Regions from separate parts of the Cricetulus griseus genome. Here region 2 is linked to region 1. Evidence: chromatin contacts called from public Hi-C data. All regions are on one chromosome and are shown on one strand. The core of a region is the stretch at or near the end of the contact, and the rest is flanking DNA. Distances in the headings are between cores, read along the strand shown. Region 1 holds the start of Akip1 (A-kinase-interacting protein 1). Region 2 overlaps Dennd2b (DENN domain-containing protein 2B).

Region 1 (4,276 bases), core at 1,623-4,122:
TGATTCACAAGCTGTCACACAGGAAGAGGTCTGGATGCTGGCTTCCTCAAAGCCACAAAGATAGAGGCCCTTCCCTTTTTCTTTCCCAGCCTACATACTAAAGCCTCTCCCTGAGTCCTGGGCCCCGAAGCAATTAGGGCATAATTGCATACATATTACTGGGAGGCATGGTTGGAGACTCGGGTAAAGGTTCAATGACTCTCCTCACCTCTTCCTTCTGTTAGGGAATGTCAACAGTCCACAGACATAAAACATGGACACTTGCAAGCAAGCACAGCTGATCTGATGAAGATGGTAGCTGTTTTGCTCTGAGGACACACTTTTACAGCAAATAAAATGAAGGGCTACAACTCAGGAGTAAAGCACTTGACTAGTATGCAAATGGCCCTGAGTATTTTAATCCCCAGCACTGAAAAAAAATTTAAAAAAAGAAATATAGAATAGACTGTGAGAAAATACAAACCATATATCCAATAAGGAATCATTTGCTCAGAATTAGAACTCATTAATATTTTTTTTAAATCGACACACAAACCATATTTAAAAAACGAATAAAGGTTGCCCCCAGCCGAATAAAGGTTGTCAATCCATAAGGACAAAGCTCTCAACCTAACCACCAACAATCTTGTTCCTCTTAATGTTGTTGAGCATTAAGTTTCAACATGAACATTCAAAACACAGTAGAAACAGAGGGAGCCAATTCTAGAAAATGTACCTCATACTATTTGCTAACGACATAATAAAATCCAGAGAGGTCACCTTAAAAAAAAAAAAAAAAAAGAATAAAGGATTTGAGCAGATATTTTGGCAAAGAAACAGGAACAGGTAGGAATGACAAGAAAAAGGCCGACAGCAGCACTAGTCATTATGGAAATATTAATTGAACCCTCAATGAGCTGCTACTTCACACTCAGAGCAGTAGTAAAAATTTTAAAAATTTTAAAAATTAAAAAAAAAAAACAAATGGTGGTCTGTAGTGGTGCATGCCTTTAATCTCAGCACTTGGGAGGCAGAGGCCAGCCTGGTCTACAAAAAGTTCTGGGACAGCCAGAGCCTGTCACACAGAGAAACCTTGTCTCAAACAAACAAACAAACAAACAAACATAAAAGGTAAAGAAAACAACAAATGCTAGAATGGATGAGGAAAAACTATCAGTTGTGGGGATATAAAACAGTACAGTCACTCTGGATAATATTTTGGTAGTTTCTTGTAATATAAATATAAATATAAATTTATAATACCCTCAAAAGTTTCACTTACAAATATCTGCTCAAGAGAAACGAAAATGTCCATAGAATCTTATATGTATTATCAGAACAGCTCTCATACTGGAAATAATCCAAGTCATGAATAAACAAACAAAATACAATATATTCATATAGTGGAATATTACTTATCCATAAAAAGAATGAAGTACTGATATATACTAAACTCTGATGAACCTCAAAGTAATCTAAGTGAAAGAGACCAGTCCAAAAGGGCCACATATCATATGATTCTATTTATATGAATTTCCAGAAAAAGGCAAAGTCATGGAGGCAGCAATCAGAATAGGGGTTACCTAGGTCCAGAAGTAGGAATGAGAATTTATTATAAATGGTGGATACTAGACTACTTCTTTATTTTTTTATGTGTGTGTGTGAATGTGTCAAAGATATGCCAAGAATGTGTGTGGAGGTCAGAGGACAACTTTTGGGAGTGAGTTCTCACCTTCCCACTTTGTTTGAGGCAGGGTCTTGCTTGTTCAAGCTAGCTAGTCCAGGATTTCTAGCCAAATTTCCTGTCTTCACCACCCATATCACTGTAGGAGAGCCAGGTTAGCAGATGCACACTACAGCATGTGGCTTTTTACATAGATTCCAGGAATCAAACTCAGTTAGTTAGGCTTGTATGACAAATGTTTCCCCTGAGCCTCCCTCCCAAATCACCTCTCGGACCCAACATTGCATTTTCAGTTAACTAAAATATTACAAAGCAGGGCTGTGATGATATTAGTACAACTCTGAGATTTTGTTAAAGTTCATTGAATTATAAACTTAAAATAAGTGAATTCAGATGGCTAATCAAGCCCATCCATTGATACTACCTAAAGACTGAGAATTCCTTTTTGTCTTGTAAGGGACCCACCCCCCCACCCCACCCCACTCCCGCTGAGAAGTGTTCCTTAAAGCATCAGGGGATGCTGCTGGGTCACTAGTGCTGAGACTTGGGGCTGTCACCATAACCCAGTGGTATTATGAAAGACAAATGACCCATTTCTTACTTTGATGTGATTAATGCTTGAAAGGTGGGTCCAGATCCCAAGAGGAAGAGACTGGGGGACAGCCTGGTCTACATAGTGAGTCTCCAGCCCAGCCAAGGCTACATAGGGATTCTCTGTCTCAAAAAACAAACAACAAAAGCACCAAAATTCACAAACAAAATTGTGAATCCATCCTTTCAAGGGAGGAATGAAGAAGCTTCAGGGAGGGAATGATCACAGAGAGAGAGAGAGAGAGAGAGAGAGAGAGAGAGAGAGAGAGAGAGGCTCCTCTGGAATTCCCTGAAGTCTTTGGGTCATACCCACAGCCCCAAGGCCTCCTCTGTCTGGACCCCATCCCCAGCCTTGAGCGCTCTTCTGACAGATCGCCCTTTTCCCAACCGTACCTCCTCAGTCGTGTTGTTCAGCTAGACTCATCACCTCCTCACACAAAAGTGGAACGAAAGAGCCGCCGCAGAACCTATTCACACAAATTTTTTGGCGCAACAAGCCCCGGGATTCACACTGATCCGACGGGGCGGGAAAGACCTCGAACAACAAGCACCTCAGTCGCGTTAGTAGCTAGATTGAGCCAGGACCACGTGCCCCTCCAGCCCGGCCCCGCCCACCTCCAGGCCCCGCCCACGGCGACCAGCAGTAAGCCCGGCAACTGGCGCGACAGGGCGACCGCGGGAACGCAGGCGTGTCCGGGAAAGGGCTGTGCGCATGCTCCTAGAGAAGCAGGTCCGGTGAGGGGCCGCACCCAGGCCCCGGGAGGCGGAAGTGTAAGGGCCAGGGGTCCTGCCTTCTAGTCCCCAAATTGGAGCGCAAGATGCGGGCGGAGGGAGAGCTGGAGTTGCGGGGGAAGCTTCCTCCGGGATCCGGGCCTGGGTGCGGCTGACGCGCCGATGTCTGTGTGTGTGCCCAGGGAAACATGGAGTACAGTCTGGCGACCGCGGCGCTAACCGGGGTGGACCGGCGCTCGCTGCAGCGATCGGCTCGACTGGGGAGGGAAGTGCTGGAGCGCGCCAAGAGAAGGGCAGTGAACTGGCATTCTCCAGAGCGATCCAAAGGCAGCATAGGGGTCCTGTACCGCCAGGGCCCCTACCAGGAACGATGGTCGGTCCCCGGTCCCCAGCGCCCCCTAGGAGAGGTGAGGGCGCGAGCTGGGGGACTGACTACCCAGTCATTCTCGGCCTTCCACTGGGCCGGTGGGAACCTCCCAAGGCCAAAAGATGCAAAATATCTGGACAAAGAGCAGAAAAGTCCTTCTGACACCTTTTATTATTTTATACAGTCTTAGGTAGCCCAGGCTGGCCTTGAACTCCTGCCTACGCCTCAAGTACTAGTTTTAAAGGGATTGTGCACCGGCACAGTGTGACCGAGTCTTTATTAGTAACAAAAGAATCGTGGTATTGTTACTTTTAAAATATAGTTTCTTGCGGAGTGTGGTGGTGCACGTCTTTAATCTTAGCACCCAGGACTCAGAAGTAGACAAATCTCTGAGTTCGAGGTTAGCCTGGTCTACATAACAAGTTTCCGGCCAGCTAGGTTTACATATTGAGATGCCATAGTGTGGTGCCAGAACTTGGGAGATCTGGGCAGAAGGATCAGTCTAGAGCACATGTGACCCTGTCTCAAAAACCCTAACCAACAATAACAGTTTCTTTTTTCTGCTACTTGATAGTAAGTAAAGCCAGCTAACCTATTATTTTAGTTACTGGATAAATTGCATTAGTTTACTGAGTTAGAACTCTTTCTCAGCAAGATCCTTGTTCCCAATTTCAGCTTGCAGAAGCTTTCCTGAAAAATGAAAAAGGCGATTTCTCAAATGATGTCCTTTCCTGTAGGGAATTGTAGGTTTCACCTATGACTTGCCATTTATTCAAATAGAGAGAAGAAAGGCGCCCGACTCTTAGTGCTTCCTTCAGAACAATAGCTGAATTCATGGACTATACTTCAAGTCAGTGTGGGGTAAGTTGGTGTGAGTTCACACTGTGCTCCTGATCTGTGCTTGGGAAGACTCAGAGTTCCTC
Region 2 (4,140 bases), core at 410-2,909, 170 kb before region 1:
CTGCAGGAAAGGGAAGGTAGCGGAGGAAGTCGGCTAGGGGAGAGCCGAAGACTACACACACAGCTTCAGCTACTTCCCCTTCCAGCCCACTCTTCTTCCAAGGCTTTCTAACCTCTCCAGATGTAAGAGAACCAGTCTCCCCTTCCCTTGGGAGCTCTGCTCCCACAGTGAGGGCTAAGTGTAAAGATGGGAAGTCTCTAGCCAACGGGGTTGAGGGACTAGATGTAGGCTCTGAGGAAAGCAGGGAGGGCTGACTACTGCAGTGGAGAAAGGAAATGAGAACCAGGGAGACACACAGCCCCATTTTCACGAGCCTCCTGCTCTCTTTCCTATCTCCTTCAGCACACCGACAATCAACCACTGCTCTCTAGGCCATAGGGAGAGTGAAGTCTTGTACCTAGGGACTCTGGCCTCAGCCATTTCTGGGGAGGCAATGTTATTGTCCTTGTTGCCAAGTCCCCTCCCTTTCCTGCTATAAAGACTTCCTTCCAAAGCGTGTCCTGCCATCCTTCCCCTGTCTCTACCACCCTAAGCCCTGTACCAAGGAGAAAGAAAGGTCTGGCTATTGCAAAATACTTGCAAGGAAACAAGACAGTTTTTATGAAGCCAGGACTAGTTGTACTCCCTTCAAAGGACTATTCCAAGGTCTGCATGACAGCTCCCAAAGCCCCTTCTCTGGAGACATGTGGTGAAGTTTGCAAGTGACCCATCAGTGACAGGTGGAGGGACTGCTGACTCTCAGCATCTCTAGGACAGCAGTGATATGCAGGCTTCCGGTCCTTTACCTGCTGCTCCTACACTTGCAATAGTCTTCCTCCACCTCTACCATTCTCCTCCTCCCAATTCACTTGTCTACCTTCTATGCACTGCTGAGGCCCCTGGTAAAATGGCACTTTCTTGGGGGGTAGGCCTTCTCTGCTCCCCTAACCTAAAGCAGACCCCCTGTTATACATTCTCAAAAGATCCCATTCTTTCACATACACTTAGGAATTAACTATTTATAAATATAAGTATTCAACACCAGGTCCCCTTCTAGGTAAGAAACTCCCAGTGGAATTCAGAGCTGTGCCACTCCTTATCTTCATGACTACACCCATGGTCTGGTATAATCCCAAGATGTGAATGCAAATGGCTAGGGGTACAGTTAATCCAGGCTACCGGTCAGCTGAAGTCCCTAGAACAAGAGAATCGGGCAACACTTAAAGCTCCAGGGTTCACATTTTTTATTCCTGGTTAGGGGTATGGACAAGGTATGCAAGGAAGAGACTGTGTTCTACACCTCCCAGAGATTCTTCTTTAGACCCAGCCCAGCGCCAGAGATGAAAGCAACAGCAATTCCCTACCTCATTCCCAGCACCAGGCAGGAATGTCTTCACTTTGATGGTTTTCCCTGGGGCTGGAAAGGGCGACTCCATAAGACTTCTCATAAAGGGGTAGACCAGTGCAGCTGAGATCCCACGCCGGCGCTCCACCTCATCTAGGACCTGTGCCCACCACCAGCAGCCCAAAGAGATAGAGTGTTGGGAACTGCCTTCCCCACTTCTTTGACTAAGAAGAGGGCAGCCTGGCCTCTGACCAAGCTGGGCCAGAAGCCTAGAGACAGGAAAGCTGCCCTGCCAGGATCTCTGTACCCTTCCTGTTTCTCTTGGCTCTCAGTGACCATTCAGTTCCCTCACTAGTCCTGCTTTCGTCCCCATGAAGGGAACAGCAGGGCAAAAGAAACAGCACCTGTAGACAGCTTCCTGGGCACTCCTGGCTTCTGCTCATGGTCCAGGCTGGGCTGCTACAGAGCAGTCACTGTCAACATAGGAGTTGGGGAAATGCCAGCCAGCTAAGGAGTAAGCCAGGCTCGGGAATACAAGAATCCAGGAGCCCACTTGTACTTGCTCTATATTGTGCTATCTTACACAGGTGTTTTTCTCATCTAGGCTAGCTTTAGATACTCCTATGAGAGCTGTCACTGGGGGATGGGGAGGACCTCTTACCTTGGAAAACAACCCGAAGCAGCCTAGGCGGCTGATGACACAGTACACCTCTGGCAGCCGAGGCCCTTTCCCACTTGGCTGGAGAGTAGGAGTAGGAGAGAGGGAAAGAGAGAATGCATGAATACCACATCTGGCTCCCTTTCCTTGAGAACTGAGCACTAAGTACAGTCCCTCTAATGAGGATGACACCAAACATCTTCTAAACTTAACCAGGTCCTCAAAGAAAAGTCACCATTCCCAGGGGCAGACCAATCTCCTGCCAAGCTCCAGGTAGCTCCATCCTTTATCCCAGGAAAACACAGACAGTGGCTGGCAGAGGACACAGCAGCACAGCAGAGGTTACAGGGCAACTTATAGATTTATATTCCTAAGGATGCCACCCCAAAGGATGTGATATTAAGGACTTGTGACGTTTTTAAAAATTGAATCTTTTTTGATTTATTTATTTTATGTGTTTTGCCCGCATGTTTACATATGTACCACATGCATTTCTGGTGCTAATGAAAGCCATGTAATCCCCTGGAATGGGGGTTACAGATGGCTGTGATCCACCATATAAGTGCTGGGAATCAAACCTGATCCTCTGCAAGATCAACAAGTGCTCTTAACCATGGAGACATCTCTCCAGCCTCCAAGAAGGACTTGTGGACATGCCTAGGAAAAAGACATGTGACCTTATCGTTCCCCTCCCCACCATCATGAGGAACACTCTGCAAAATACCCCCTTCCTCCCCTTAATTTGTGCCCAAGGAAGGCAAAATGAAAATAAGAGAAGGGAATGACTCTTTATTAAATGTTTCCTATAACAGAGTCCTAGCCTTGGTACTATATACAAAAAGAATACAAGAGCCGCATTATCACCCAGCTTTACAGCTGAGCTCATGAAGATTAAGCCATCACCTAAGCTCAAGTAAATAGAAGGCTGTAGCTAGGAGGCTGTGCTGCCTTTCATCTTGCTGTCTTACCTCCAAAGCATGTTGTTTTCTGATAGGAAGGAGGAAAAGGAACACAGAGACACAGGATAGAGGTATGCTATGAAGTGAAAGAGAACAAAAAAAGGGGGATTTAAAAGGTGTGTAGTTGAAGAAAGAGACATACTGTGAGTGCCCCAGGATTAGAGCCCCACAAGTAGACTAGGGTGAGTCCATTCTCCAGCAAGGAGCTGGCAGACCCCATGGCTGCCTCTGTGTTCAGAGGCCTGGAGTGCCTGGCAAAGCCTAGTGGGGAGGGAGCAGAGCAGCAGGTGCTGGCCCCTCATGCAGGCTGCTAAGCAAATGCAGATGGGGCTATTTCAGTCTCCAAACCTGCTGGCCACAGTCACAGATCTAAAGAGAAGGCAGAATCTGTTTTTGTCCATATTAGGTTTGAAACTTACTCCTCTCTCTTTCCCTCCCCCACTCCCCACCTCCCCTAAAGCCCCAAGTGATTAAATCAAGTATGTGGGATTTGGGTTAGAATCATTGTGTCCAATCTGCAGGAATGCCGAGCCAGTGCCAGCCCCCTTGGCAGGGACCCAGCCCAGGCCCTCTCTGAGTGCGCCAGGACAAACATGCTCTTCCCTGGGGGCAGCAGGCCTGCTGCAAAAGAGCACAGCTCTGTTCCAGCCATGTGCTGGCAAAGGCAGCCTTTGGAACGTTCTTCCCTGGGCCCTGGGGACCCAGGCATATGTTGGCCTCTGTCTGGCTTCCAGCCTGGCATCTGGGCCCCTCCCCTGTTCTTCAGTCCAGCACACTAGGCATTTAATATCCAAATACCCTTTCCTTCCTAGACCATGCTCAGTTGGGGGCTGGGGGTGGGGGGAATCTAAGAATATCAGACTGGTGATAAAGGACTTGAGAGTCAGTTCTGGCTCTTCACTGCTGTGTGACCTTGGGCAAGTCATTCTACCTTGGAGTTTCAATTTCTTAGTCTAAAGGTCAAAGATGATAATACTCCACAGGCTATCATGCAGAATTTAAAAGTAGATAAAAATCCAGTGAAGCATCTCTCTTGGAAAATGACAGAGCCTAAGCAAAATTTTACTTTCAGAGCCCTTCCCTTAAATGCTAAAAGTTGGCCTTCTCTACTAGACTAGCTACTAGTACACTGAGGGTAGGATATGTGCTGAACTTTTGTTTATATGCTTTTAGCCTATGGCCTGGCCTTCAGGCCAACA

Evidence for each region. Hi-C and Micro-C count contacts between places; a contact is called where the count stands out from the background.
Region 2: a contact with region 1 is called in a Hi-C map of liver, with 4 times the contacts expected there. The contact joins the enhancer-like site here to the promoter of Akip1 in region 1. A contact is called at or near these places in 3 of 8 Hi-C or Micro-C datasets (the CHO-K1 cell line and liver).

Annotation. Positions count from the first base shown.
Region 1 is chr3:91,015,637-91,019,912 of CriGri-PICRH-1.0, reverse strand. It overlaps Akip1 (A-kinase-interacting protein 1), which reads left to right and starts at 2,872. Exons shown (of 6, transcript XM_027410054.2): 1 at 2,872-3,025; 2 at 3,169-3,393; 3 at 4,134-4,214. The coding sequence starts at 3,175. It overlaps Dennd2b (DENN domain-containing protein 2B), which reads right to left and starts at 2,845. Exons shown (of 20, transcript XM_035442293.1): 1 at 2,648-2,845.
Region 2 is chr3:91,186,795-91,190,934 of CriGri-PICRH-1.0, reverse strand. It overlaps Dennd2b (DENN domain-containing protein 2B), which reads right to left. Exons shown (of 20, transcript XM_035442293.1): 12 at 1,986-2,063; 13 at 1,344-1,484. Among named protein-coding and RNA genes, the nearest start is that of Rpl27a, 19 kb to the left of the region's middle. Within about 2 kb of position 1,659, at least 1 of the 6 cell types and tissues checked has open chromatin away from gene starts, as enhancers often do.